2 separate regions of the Mus musculus genome follow, and region 2 is linked to region 1. The links are chromatin contacts, called in public promoter capture Hi-C maps. All regions are on one chromosome and are shown on one strand. The core of a region is the stretch at or near the end of the contact, and the rest is flanking DNA. Distances in the headings are between cores, read along the strand shown.

Region 1 (6,522 bases), core at 2,093-4,592:
CGAGACCTGTGTCCAGGCTCATTGGTTCTCAGTAGTGAGTTTATGAAATAGTAATGCTACATCCATTATTTTGTTAGAGGGCTTTAGAATGGTGATTTCTAATCAGTATTCATTACTACTGACTTTTTTACAAAGAAGCCCTTACCAAGTAAAAGCATTCCTCAGATGCTGTTGTGGGTCAGTCTGTGAACACGTGAAGCAGAGGTCTGAATCAGAGTTAGAATAGCTGTAGCCTGTTAAGCGTTAAAGGTATGGACTAACTGACGCTGACATGGGAATGTGCTGTGCTGAGGTGGACATGCATGAGGTGAAGGGAAACATGCATGCAGACATGCTGTATAGGAAAAGGTGCATGCAGCTCTTTTTTGGATAAGTATTTTGTGTGCTTGTATATGTGTGCACTATGTGTGCCTGGTGCCTAAGGAAGCCAGAAGAGGAGGCTGCATTCCCTGGTACTGGAGTCATAGACAGCGCTGAGCTGCTGTGTGGTTCCAAGGACCTTTGAAATTCAGCCTGTGCTCTTAATCTCAGGACCTTTTTCCAGCTGCAAAATTTATTTATTTCTTTATTTATTAATATTTAGCTGTGTGTGGTGGCACATGCCCTTAATCCCAACACCTAACTAAGATGCAGAGACAGATAGATTTCTGAGTTTGTGGCTACCTTGATTTACAGAGTAAGTTCCAGGACAGCCAGGGCTACACAGAGAAATCCTGTTTCAAAAAGAAAAAAGAAAAAAAGAAAAAGGAAATAAAAGTTGTATTTCATGTGACTGTTTTGCCTGCGGAGGATGTTTGTACATTTGTACTTGGTATCTGAGGAGGTCAGAAGAGGGCATTGGATTTCCTGGAACTGGAGTGGGTTGTTGTGAGCCACCATGTAGGTGCTAACAACTGAACCCAGGTCCTCTGCTAGTGCTTTTAAATACTGAGTTGTCTCTCCAGCCTCAAGATGCTGAATCCTCTATAGGTTTTCATTATTGAGTTCCTATCCTGAGTGACTCCATATGTGCCCATAAGCTTTTATTAGGAAGGCATGCATTATAGGTGTGTACATACTTGACACCCATCCGTCTTTGATCATCACAGTGCTACATCTTTGGTCAGTATGAGGACCTTCAAGTTAGCTCCTGTCTCATTTCTTTGGGCTGGGCAAGCTCTCTACCACTAAATAAAAATCCCACCACTCATGTATCCTTTGATCTGTACCTAGTAGTCTATGTCTCCAATTTTCTTCTGTGGTGATTTTTTTTTTCCTCAGGAGCCCTAGTTTTCCTTCTTTCTTTCTTTTTAATATTTATTTATTTATTATATGTAAGTACACTGTAGCTGTCTTCAGACACACCAGAAGAGGGAGTCAGATCTCATTACAAATGGTTGTGAGCCACCATGTGGTTGCTGGGATTTGAACTCAGGACCTTCGGAAGAGCAGTTGAGTGCTCTTACTTGTTGAGCCATCTCACCAGCCCCTCTTTCTTTTTTTTAAAGATTTATTTATTTCCTGTATGTAAGTGTACTGTCACTGACACACCAGAAGAGGGCATCAGATCTCATTACAAATGGTTGTGAACCACCATGTGGTTGCTGGGAATTGAACTTGGGACCTCTGGAAGAGCAGTCAGTGCTCTTAACTGCTGAGCCATCTCTCCAGCCCCAGGAGCTCTAGTTTTCAAAGGAGTTTAATGTCTTGACAGGAGTGCTTTGGTGTGTCTAGTCCAGGGTGTTGCTGAAAATGGAGACCTCTCTGCTACTGTAGTTTTTGTGTAGGTGTCTCAGTTAGCTTTCTAATAATGTGATAAAACTCCATGATCAAAAACAAGGTGAAATAGAAAGAACTAGTCCATGTCCAGGGATGTCAGATCAGTAACTTCTTTAGGCCATAATGGAGTGCTGTTTACTGCTCGCTCCTCTTGGCTTCCTCAGCCGGTTTTCTTACCTCATTGGGGAACCACCTTTTCAGGGGTGGCACTGGCCCACACTAGGGTTGGGTCCTCCAACATCAATCATTGATTAAGAAAAGGCTTGCTCACAGGCCAATCTGATGGGATATTTTCTCAATTGAGGTCCCCTCTTCTCAAATGAGGAGTAGCCGGTGTCATGTTGACATAAAAACTAGCCAGCACTATAAAGCTTCGTCTTTTCAGTCCGGTCTCTTCCAGGCTTAGTGGACATAGCATCACCATCCCTCCAGGGGGCAGGCTGGACCTGCTTCCATAACAGAGACTTCAGAGATTCAGATGTGGGCCCAGCACGGGGCAGAGTGGGAAGGCTTCTCATCTGTAACCCTTGACCTTGTGTGACCCTGTTTATCTGTCCACAGGTGAACCAGTGTGTCATTGGTACTGCTCAGGCTAATAAGAAGTGAAGTCGGATCCAGAGCCCTTGCAAGCCAGTGCGCATGCGTCTCTGTTTTAGTGTGTATTTATTCGGTGGGGGTGGGTGGGAGTTGAGACATGATATTACTGGGTATTTATTATGTAATAAAGAATAATCTTTTGTATGTTAATCCTTTTCTTAATCTTAGATTTTAAAAAATTGTGTGCAGTTGTTTTGCCTGAGTGTATATGCATGCACCATGTGCATGTCTCCTGCTCCAGTGAGTTCAGAACAGGGCTTCAGGTCCTTCAAGAACTGGGATTATGGAATACATGTGGGTCCTCTGCAAAATCAGTCAGTGCTCTTAACCGCCCAGCCATCTTCCCAGCCCGGCCCTTGTTACAGCTCTAAACGGTTTTATTAACTTAACGGTTTTAGCTGCCAAAGGAAGGTATTGTAAATAAATACTGTAAGCACGTAGAAATGTCCATTGTGATGTGTTTGCAGAGTGAGGCTATGGGCTTTCACTTGGTGGGGCACACTTTGCCGTCCTGATGCCTCTTCTCTACCCTTCGGCACTGGGCCCTCTTAACAATTTCTTAGGACTGCCAGGCCCCAGCCCCAGCCCAGAACAGGAATGCTCTTGTCTGGTGTGACTGCCAGTGCACTCCACAATCTCTTTCTTTCCCTGCCCACCGGTTCGAACCATGGTTCCGTGCCGCCTAGTGCCTATTGGCTGGTGTGGGCACGTCACTAACTCAGTACTAGTTCCAAATAGCCCCTTGTCCTTTCCCTCCCAGGAGGAGCAAACCTACACCAGTGCTCTCGCGGCCGGAGGAGTGGCCGTGTGCCCAGGTGCGGCGCACAGGCGGGGTTACGCGTGCGCAGAAGGGCGGGGCGACAGGCAGCGTGAATGGGGAGGGCGGTGCCGCGTGCGGAGGCGGAGCTTGGAGTGGCCACGGGGGCGGGGCAGCTAACGGATGTGGCATGGGGCGGGGCCCGGCCCTGACCTGCAGGCTAGCTGCCAAGAAGGTTATTTCCTGCTGACCCAGAGCAAGCCTCCCATCCGAAAAAGGGGCTGCAGGGATTTCCTCGACCTCCGCGACCGGCCGCGCCCCCAACAGCGCAGCGCCCTCCGGGCCCGCTGGAGGTGAGGGAGGTGCTGCCTGCCCGTCCCTCTGTCGTCTCCTCCCCCTGGTGCTCCCCACCCTCCACTCTCCTCCCTCCTTCTGTCGACTCCTCCTGCCGCTGCTGCTGCTTTGGCTGCTGCGTCATACGCCCCAGAGCCGCCAGGACGGAGGGGCTGGGCCCGGGGACCCCCTGGCCTCCGCCTGCACGCCCCCCGGCGCTCACACTCAGTCTTCCCGCACCGGAGACTCATCCAGGTCTCTTGAGTCTGACCCTACCTGGCTTCCAGCTGCCCCGGCTGTCACCGGTAAGGAGGAGGCGGGAGGCCTGGAGAGGGGGGCAGGGAGCTGGGGGTCGGTGAGGAAGAAGGGTTGGAGAGCCTCCTGGTCTCAGCTTAGGGTCTGTGCTGGGGCGACTCAAGTCCCTCCTTGGACTGACAGTGTAGGGGAGTAGAGACTTGGACAGGGACACGCCCCCCTCTTGGGGCACTCAGGGAAGTTATCTAATCCCGGGTCAGAGAGCCCCAAATTTGAGGGTGACCTAACATCACCTGGCACCAGGGTGGTGGTTCTAAATAAGACACACAGGCCTGGGGAGGCAGCTGTTTCTACTCGGGAAACGTCTTCAGAAAAGCTCCCAAAACATCTCTGGGCAACAGATTGCCCCATTTAGGATCCCTGTAAACAGCTGGGCAAGGTGAAGCTAAGCGGTAACCTTGATTCCGCAAAGATCATTTCACCTGAGTCCCTAGGAGCTGGGAAACTACAAAACGAGGCAGGGGAGATGGAAAAGAGTAGAGTCGAGAAGCTGACCAGAGCCACCCACCTTTATAGGGCTCAGGATTAGAAGACTGGGGCGTTGGAGCTGCTCCACCAGGAACAGGGTTTCTTTATCCATAAGAGAAAACAACGAGCTCAGGGAAACTTTCTCAGCACCCATAACTCTAACCATCCTATCTTGGAATAGGCCCCCCCAGGATGCAATGGCGCAGCTCCCCCGGCTGAGCCGTTTGGGTGCCCCCTCTCTCTGGGATCCAGCTTCCCCTGCTCCCACCTCAGGCCCCAGACCTCGGCTTTGGGAAGGCCAAGATGTGCTGGCCAGATGGACTGATGGGCTGCTGTACTTGGGTACCATCAAAAAGGTAAGACCCACCTCTGATCTCACTGCCTTCCCAGTCTCCAGTCAGTTCTCATTCCCATTTTAGCATCACTGGGCACCCATTCCAGGTGGACAGTGCTCGAGAGGTGTGTCTGGTCCAGTTTGAGGACGATTCCCAGTTTCTGGTTCTATGGAAGGATATCAGCCCAGGTGAGACCTTCAGACTGAAGCCTGTGACAGCAGAAGCTGGAGTGGGTGGGGACACTGGTTGTTGGTAGGCCTCCTGACACTTTGTTCCCTCACAGCTGCCCTCCCTGGGGAGGAGCTGCTCTGTTGTGTGTGTCGCTCTGAGACCGTGGTACCTGGGAACCGGCTGGTCAGCTGTGAGAAGTGTCGCCATGGTGAGAGGCCAGGATACTTAGGTGGTGCAGTCTGCCCTGGGTCTTCTGGGTTGCCACTAGCCCTGCCTTATAGCATGAGTTATGTCTCCTGTCCTGGCCAGTCTTCACCCTGTCACCACATCTCTCAGAACAGGGCGAGGGAGCCATAGATCAGGTGACCCAGGCCATGCAAAGCTGAGGGGCTTACATTACCTTTCTTAACCGTGCTTCCTTGGGCTAGGCCCTCAGCTGTGAGAAGCTTGTTGACTCACCTGCAGTGTCAGGATAACACACACAGCAGGACTTAGATGCACACAGTGGTCTACCCTCAACATTGTCCTTATTCAGCTTATCACCAGGACTGTCACGTTCCCAGGGCCCCGGCCCCTGGAGAAGGAGAGGGCGCATCCTGGGTATGCCGCCAGTGTGTCTTTGCAATCGCCACTAAGGTAAAGGTGCCTCTCTGCCCCTGTGTGGGAAGCTCCTGTGGTCTCTCCTCCGTTCCTGCCTCTCTGAGGTCTCCATCTGTCTGTCCCTCTGCAGAGGGGAGGCGCACTGAAGAAAGGTCCCTATGCCCGGGCCATGCTGGGCATGAAGCTCTCCCTGCCATACGGATTAAAAGGGCTGGACTGGGATGCTGGACATTTGAGCAACAGACAGCAGAGCTACTGCTACTGTGGAGGCCCTGGAGAGTGAGTGGAGAGGGTGTTGTCAAGCTATGGGATGGGGGTTGTTGTGGTGGCAGAGCCCGGGAAAATGGGTGAACAGGGGGCGAGGGGGCCCTGTGGTTTCAAGAAGGCTGTCTGAGGGCCACAAGCGCTGTCTCCCCTCCAGGTGGAACCTGAAAATGCTGCAGTGCCGGAGCTGCCTCCAGTGGTTCCATGAGGCCTGCACCCAGTGTCTGAGCAAGCCCCTCCTCTACGGAGACAGGTGAGACAGGACATGCACGCATGCTCGGGAGTCCACCTGTGCTCTCCCGCAGTCCTCTGCAGCCGGGGTCAGAGGGCTGAATGAGGTGCATCCTCTGTCCTGGCCCATGTGCAGATTCTATGAATTTGAGTGCTGTGTGTGCCGGGGCGGCCCTGAGAAGGTCCGGAGGTTACAGCTTCGCTGGTGAGATGGGTTGTGATTCATTTCTGTTGTCCACCATGTTACCCTAATGACCCCTGATTTTGATAGCGCCGATGCTGCTGACAATTCCATGCTCCTCCAGGGTGGATGTGGCCCATCTTGTCCTCTACCACCTCAGCGTTTGCTGTAAGAAGAAATATTTTGATTTTGACCGAGAGATCCTCCCCTTCACCTCTGAGAATTGGGACAGTCTGCTCCTGGGGGAGGTAAGGGTTCTAAAGTGTGGGAACTGGGGTGGGAGGGACAAGGAATGTCTGCTTCCTTGACCCATTTACCCTCTTCTTCAGCTCTCAGATACTCCCAAGGGAGAGCGCTCTTCCCAGCTCCTTTCTGCTCTTAACAGCCACAAGGACCGGTGAGTCAAAAGAGGGAGGCTCAGGGGTGAGGTGCTAGTCTGGATGAGGAGAACTTTGCTACAGCACGGACCTGCCGACATTCCCCTTGTCCCAGTTTCATTTCAGGGAGGGAGA
Region 2 (7,217 bases), core at 4,416-6,915, 1.3 Mb after region 1:
ATGGGGCTTCAGACCGGGCTGCCCTGTGGACAGCTCTGTCCTTGGAGAAGGGCATTGCAGCCTTTATGGCCTCTTGGGTACCAGATGCTCTGGTCCTCTTTGAAGTTCCCAGGGTTTGCATCTCCATAAGGAGGGGGGCGCACGACTTCCCAGCAGAAAGATGAGTGTGGGCTATGCAGGAGTGTAGGCAGCACTGGCCCACAGTAAAACGAGCAGTGACTCGGAGCACCCAGCTCTTGGCTGTGGGACAGAGGTTGGGATGTATCAGTTGTTGGTATTCCCCAAGCCCCAGGAGCACACTGGGTGAGCTCACAGGCCATCCTTGTCTCTGTACATTTAAAACAAAACAAAACAAAAACGATTAAGCCAAACATGGTAACACATGCCCAGCACTCAGGAGACAGAGGCAGAGGATCTGTGAGTTTGAGGATAGCCTGGTCTACAGAGCAAGTTCCAGGACAGCCAGGGCTACACCAAGAAACCCTGTCTTGAAAAACAGTAATAAGCCAGGCAGTGGTGGCACATACCTTTAATCTCAACACTCAGGAGGCTGAGGCAGGCGGATTCTGTGAGGATTGCCTGGTCTACAGGGGGACTTCCAGGACAACCAACTAAGGGCGGGGGTGGGGTGGGGACCCTGTCTCAAAAAAAGCAAATAAATAAAATAAAATAAAAAAATAATCCCACAAATACATTTATTGTCCAGTCTCATGCTCTCTCTCTCTCTGACCTCAGGCGCACCGTGACAAGCTTGAATTTGAACTCTCACTATCTCCCCACTGCCAAGCGCTGAAATCACAAGCTTGTCTGTGCCCATGCCCTGGCTGTCTCTGCAGCCTGATCAGAGCCAGGTGCTTGCCTCCAGGCCTGTGGCAGAATCTTCTGGTGCCTGGGGCCTGAGCCTAGGTTTCCAGGGTGCCCCCCCACCCCCCTGTCCTCAGATGCCCTCAGGGCGGGTGGGGAGAACTCTTGATGGTCCAGGTTCTGCCTGTTTATTTGCCTTTTGTTTCGTTGGTTGGTTTTGTTTTGTTTTGTTTTGCGAGACAGGGTTTCTCTGTGTAGCCCTGGCTGTCCTGGAACTCACTCTGTAGACCAGGCTGGCCTTGAACTCAGAGATCCGCCTGCCTCTGCCTCTCGAGTGCTGGAATTAAAGGTGTGCGCCACCACGCCCGCCTTGTTTTTTTGTCTTTTTTTTTTTTTTTTTTTTTTTTTTCTTTTCTGAGACAGGGTTTCTCTGTATAGCCCTGGCTGTCTTAGAATCACTTTTGTAGACCAGGCTGGCCTTGAACTCAGAAATCCGCCTGCCTCTGCCTCCCAAGTGCTGGGATTAAAGGCGTGCACCACCACGCCCAGCTTGTTTGCTTGTCTGAAGGTTAACAAGTTTGTTCATACAGAAATAGCAGGTACACAGATCAGAAAGTGTGACCAAAAGAGCTGAGCTATCTCTGGGCTTGCAGCCCCACCCCCAGAACCCAGGGGTGTGTGCCTGGCTCCTCCTACCTGAGCATATTCACTCACTCACACTCTCTCATAGAACACGGGTGTGAGCCTGGCTCCTGCCTGTGCATACTCACACTCGTTCACACTTGCTCTCTTCCTGCTCCACAACCCGAAGCTGGGGAGCCTAAGTTGATCTCACGTCTAGCTTTTCTTTCTCACTGGAACCTGTGGTTGGACTCTCAGTATCAGCCACTGCATTCTCTTTGAAACCATTTGGATGTCCATGTGGTGCATGCATGCATGCATGTGTGTGCATGTGTGTGTGTGTGTGTGTAGTTTAACCGAAGATCCTCATGCAAACTGGACACTATAATGCCTTAAAGCCGGCACTGGAGAGATGGCTCAGCAGTTACAAGTACTAGCAGCTCACTCTCCTCAGTCCCTCATCTGGCCTGTGCGGCATTGCACACACATGCTATAAGGGGCATTCGGGCAAACACTCATACATAAAAATAAATAAATTCTCTCTCTCTCTCTCTCACACACACATACACACACACACACACACACACACACACACACACACACGTTTTAAGCTGTAGACTTGAGGCAACTGGGCCGTCTAAAGCAAAGCTCTTCCTAGCTCAGTGTAGACAGGCCGGAAAGGAGCGATAGAGCAAAGCTCTTCCTAGCTCAGTGTAGACAGGCCGGAAAGGAGCGATAGAGCAAAGCTCTTCCTAGCTCAGTGTAGACAGGCCGGAAAGGAGCGATAGAGCAAAGCTCTTCCTAGCTCAGTGTAGACAGGCCGGAAAGGAGCGATAGAGCAAAGCTCTTCCTAGCTCAGTGTAGACAGGCCGGAAAGGAGCGATAGAGCAAAGCTCTTCCTAGCTCAGTGTAGACAGGCCGGAAAGGAGCGATAGAGCAAAGCTCTTCCTAGCTCAGTGTAGACAGGCCGGAAAGGAGCGATAGAGCAAAGCTCTTCCTAGCTCAGTGTAGACAGGCCGGAAAGGAGCGATAGAGCAAAGCTCTTCCTAGCTCAGTGTAGACAGGCCGGAAAGGAGCGATAGAGCAAAGCTCTTCCTAGCTCAGTGTAGACAGGCCGGAAAGGAGCGATAGAGCAAAGCTCTTCCTAGCTCAGTGTAGACAGGCCGGAAAGGAGCGATAGAGCAAAGCTCTTCCTAGCTCAGTGTAGACAGGCCGGAAAGGAGCGATAGAGCAAAGCTCTTCCTAGCTCAGTGTAGACAGGCCGGAAAGGAGCGATAGAGCCCACTCTTCTTTGAACCAGTGAGGAAGCTTCCAGAACATGAAAATGTTCTGCTCTAGAGACTCAGAACAGGCCGGGTGGTGGTGGCGCACGCCTTTAATCCCAGCACTTGGTAGACAGAGGCAGGCGGATTTCTGAGTTCGAGGCCAGCCTGGTCTACAGAGTGAGTTCCAGGACAGCCAGGGCTACACAGAGAAACCCTGTCTTGAAAAAAATAAAAACAAAAACAAACAAAAAAAAGAGACTCAGAACAGGCAGTAGCTCCCGAGGCAGGCTGCAGGCACTCCACAGAGATGAAAGAGATGAACACTTCTCTTATGGACATGACATGAGCCAGCTCCTTCTGTTGGGGAGGAGGAGGTTAGAGGAGCTACATGCCTTGTTTGAGACAGACTTTTTCACTGGGACTTGGAGCTTGCTAAGTGGGCTAAGCTGGCTGGCCAGTGAGCCCCAGGGACCCGCCTGCCTCTGCCTCCCCAGTGTTGGGCTTACAGGTGCAGCCACCACACCCAGCTCTTTCATGTGAGCTCCAGGCATTCAACTCAGGTCCCCATAGTTATACAAGTGACTTACCAATTGTGCCGTCTGTCCCCCCCAGCCTGAGCTAGCTCAGTGTTTTAAATGAGCCACATAAGAAAGGGCAGGAAGAGCACACAGGCAGAGCACCCATGCTTAGGTCTCAGTCCCCTCTGGGCAGTCTTGAACTCGCCTTTGGTCAGCACATGCCTGCTCTGTACCCACCACTTGGGGAGCTTGTGGGAAACGAGGGTACCCAGCACTTGTCCTCCGAGGGCCTCACACATACACAGCATTAAGCAAAGCTTGCTGATGGTGACTGGTCAGGAGCGCTGTCAGCTCTTCCAGGGGCATTGGGATTGCTCTGGTGGGGACTGGACACTCAGGACCTCTCCAGGGTTCTGGAAGGGGTCACCATCACCCCTTGGCAACAGACACCTATGGTGACTTCAGGTGTGCCTGTGGTCACACCCCAGGCAGCCAAATGCATGTCAGATGCGTTAGCAAGCAGACGTGGGAAGAGCTGTGGATGGGGAGGCGGAGGCTTATCTAAGGAAGTGGTGGCCAAGCCCATGTCTGACGGATGAGGAGGCATAAGTCAGAGTGAGTAGTGGCTGAGGTGGCCCAGGCAGAAAGAGCTGCCTCAGTGGATGCCTCAGGGTAGGGAGCGCCCTACTGCTGGGTTTAAGATGTCAGGCCCTCTGCTTCTCCACTGACTTTGCCGACCTCTGGTGCTCTCTCTCTTTCTTCTGTCTCTTTCCACTCCGATTTAACTTACCTTATACTTACTGGTGTTTTGCCTGCATGTGTATCAGCATCATGTGTATGCAGTACTGCGTGAAAGCCAGAGGGGGTGTCAGATCTTCTTGGAACTGTAGTTAGAGACCGTGCAAGCGCTGGGGATGGAGCCTGAGGGTTAGTGCTCTTAACCACTGAGCCATCCGAGGTCTCCCCTCCGAAGTCCAACCTCAGAGTTAGGTTCACGTGTTATACCTGGGATCCAAGGCCACGGCCTGCGCCTTATCTGAGAGCTGGATGCCTCAGCGAGGTGCGGCTCACTGGCTCTGCCTGCCCCACTAGCCCTCCTGCTTGGCCTTTCCCACCTTGCCAGCGTTCATTCTTCTGCAGGCTCTGCTTCCTGTGTGGTCTCCTCACACAGCTGTTGGTGCCTGGGTCAGTGTGTTTACACATGCTCAGCACCCACGCCGGGCCAGGAAGTGACTCTACCTGAGGAGGACTCTGGCTGCTGTGCGTGCGTGCCTGCGGGAGCCTGCCCCTGGAGCCACATAAGAAAGGGCCTAAAGGACTGCAGGTTCCCAGCAGTCCCTGGCTGTCAGGATTTGGGAACAAGGAACAGAAATTTCCAGAAACCCTTCAATTTATAAATTATTCTGTGTCTTTCACACAGAATTTTAAAGGAATGTTTTCACTTTATGAATTTTAAAAGAAAAAAAACTGACTTTTCCTGCTTCCTTCATTTTTTGATGCCTGAGACAAAGGAGGGTCTCAGGCTCCAGATCTTCCCATATCTCTGTGCTGATAATGGCGTTTCAGGCACGGGGCCCCACACGCTCGTTTTAATTTAATTTTCTGATATGAAGTGTGAAGGCCTAAGTTCCATTTCCAGAGCCTGCACTAAAAGCTTGGCTGTGCACCTGCGAGCGCAGCACGGGGAGGTGGAGAGAGATGGGTCTCTGGGGCATACCGGCCAGCCTAGCCTGCTCACCAGCCTCCAGACCTGTGAGAAACCTTGTCTCAGAGGCGGGAGGTTGCTTTCCCTAGGAGGCCTGCCACCTGCAGGTTCAGGAAAGATCGTGGGTTCCCAGCCAGCCAGGACTATAGAATGGAAATCCCATTGTATAGAAGGCACCTAAAGGCCATGCCTTTAGTACCAGCAGAGGCCTGGAAGGACTGACCTCTGCGTGTGCGAGCCACTGGCGACCATCACTCCCATGTCATGAGTAATGGCAGTTAAGAAACGTTTTTTTTGTGAGCCGGGTGTGGTAGTGCACGCCTTTAATCCCAGCACTTGGGAGGCAGAGGCAGGCGGATTTCTGAGTTTGAGGCCAGCCTGGTCTACAAAGTGAGCTCCAGGACAGCCAGGACTACACAGAGAAACCCTGTCTCAAAAAACCAAAAAAAAAAAAAAAAAAAAAAAAAGAAAGAAGCGTTTTGTGATGAACCTTCAGAACCAGTATTCCTGGGTTTGGGACCACTCAACCCTGCTGCCTCTTCGCATGACTGTAACAGCACTTCCGGACCCGAGGCTGCGTGAGATTGAGCTCCCAGGCCAGGCCACTCTGCTCATGAGCCAAGCTTACTTGTGTTTGGGGACAGTCTTGCCTTGTCCCTGTGCCAGTCCTACCTCTGATGTGGTTGGCCAGCACTAAGGTCACTCCAGTACAGGGCTCCCAGGACACCACACCCTGTGTTTCCCAGCGCCCTGTGCACCTGGCAGTCTCAGGTAGAAAGCAGGCCCTCCGCTGGGCTAGCTGCAGGCCCCCTGCCTGCTCTCAGCCTCTTTTAGAGGGAAGGCTGTGTCCAAGGTATCCTGCAGGCACCCTTCCAACCCCCACCTACTCCCTCGGGGACGTGCAGGCTGTAAGGAGCAGACTGTGAGCCATGGTAAGGTCAGTGCCTAGGGTTCCCAAGCTGGCCTGTGAATCCCAGGTAGATAAGGAAGGCCCTGCCTCGATCTGGACTCCTGGGGAAGAGAGAAGCAGGAAGCTTCAGTGGGGAAAGGTGCGGAAGGCCTTGCCAAGCAGGTTATGGTGGGTGGGGAGCTACCACCTGCTGTAGCCCCAGGATTTGGGTGGAGACTGTGGTAGAGGCCTCCAGAAAAGAGGGCTGGGCAGCTGAGTGCCGAGTGGCCCGGGACTGGCTGAGTGGCCTCTGCTGCGGCGGCCCACAGCCAGCCCACAGACCTGTCTCTATCCAGTTTGCAGCATCCGCATCCTCAAGGAAGCCGCTCCTGAGCCCTGGGTGAGTAGAGAGGACTCTGTCCCTAGCACTCCTCGGTGTCCTCCAGAGCATTTATTGTTGAGAAGTCGGTGGCTAGGGCTGAATCAGTTTGTTGTCTTTCCTGTCTGGGCCACCTTGTCCTCTGCCTATTGCCACAGCACCAAGACAGTCAGCTCTCTGGGCGTTCCGAGTGCCTGTTCTGTGCTGTCCTCCCTCTTCGGCCTCCCGGGAAGCTCATGAGTTGGAGGCCAAGGCCGGAGAGTCCTGGCAAGGAACAGGTTGCTCTGTGCAGGCTGGGGAAAGTGCTGGGATGTCTTCCCCTGGCTCATGGCCACCTCAGAGCCTGCATTTCAGCACTCCTGAATGAACCAGTGTTTACAGGTTGTCCCTGTCACCAGTGTAACATCTGGTGCACAGAGGCATGTGTCCTCGGCATTCTGTGTCGAGCCGGTTCCTTGCTTGTGAGGTGAAGGAGCCCAGTGTGACCTGAGTGTGTGAGGTGTACTGTCCTGTTAATGTGGTGTGCAGGTGTCACCCCTGTAGCCTGCTTCCGGCGTTATTTCTCTGTCACATCCGCAGACCCCCTCCTGAGTGAGCGTGCAGGCTGCCAAGGGAATCTGGGGGATCCTAGCGGGTAGATCTGTGGAGGGCATGGTTGGGCTCCCATCTCTAGAGTGCTCTACTAGGGCAGGGAGAGCCCATCTGCTCCGCTGCCTCTCCACTCAACCGCTTTGTCCCTTTTCTCAGGGACCAGGAAAGCCTTGGGGACTTCCTGCTTTCCAGAGCTGAGTGAAGCAGCCCTTATCTGGAACTCGAAAGCCCCAGGAGGTGTGTGCTCAGAAGCAAACAGAGGCTGACCTGAGGCTTCCTTACGTCAGCACCCTCCTCAACTGCTCCTGGGAGCTTAGCCGATGCTTTTCTTTAAAGTTCTTACTTATGTACATTTGTTTGTTTGTTTGTTTGTTTGTTTGTTGTTATCTCTGTGTGTGCCTGTGCCCATGTATGATGGTCAGAGCACAGCTTGTAGGAAAGAGTC

The links. Promoter capture Hi-C pulls out the DNA fragments that hold promoters and counts their contacts.
Region 2: a promoter capture Hi-C map of liver shows a contact between it and region 1, with 3 times the contacts expected there. The contact joins the promoter of 1810013A23Rik here to the promoter of Phf1 in region 1. A contact is called at or near these places in 4 of 39 promoter capture datasets (the 3T3-L1 cell line, hippocampal neurons, liver and 1 more) and 1 of 115 datasets of contacts at active chromatin or transcription factors (pancreatic cancer cells).

What each region holds. Positions count from the first base shown.
Region 1 is chr17:26,929,785-26,936,306 of GRCm38.p6, forward strand. Phf1 (PHD finger protein 1) reads left to right here and starts at 3,343. Exons shown (of 15, transcript NM_009343.3): 1 at 3,343-3,750; 2 at 4,410-4,584; 3 at 4,670-4,751; 4 at 4,847-4,942; 5 at 5,270-5,370; 6 at 5,465-5,613; 7 at 5,756-5,851; 8 at 5,966-6,034; 9 at 6,135-6,258; 10 at 6,340-6,407; 11 at 6,503-6,522. The coding sequence starts at 4,426. Kifc5b (kinesin family member C5B) reads left to right here. Exons shown (of 11, transcript NM_053173.2): 11 at 2,320-2,795. The coding sequence ends at 2,364. It overlaps Mir6968 (microRNA 6968), which reads left to right and starts at 5,688; the gene lies at 5,688-5,755.
Region 2 is chr17:28,266,043-28,273,259 of GRCm38.p6, forward strand. It overlaps 1810013A23Rik (RIKEN cDNA 1810013A23 gene), which reads left to right and starts at 5,666. Exons shown (of 3, transcript NR_045427.1): 1 at 5,666-5,845; 2 at 6,159-6,202; 3 at 6,929-7,121. All of the region lies in intron 2 of Ppard (peroxisome proliferator activator receptor delta), which reads left to right.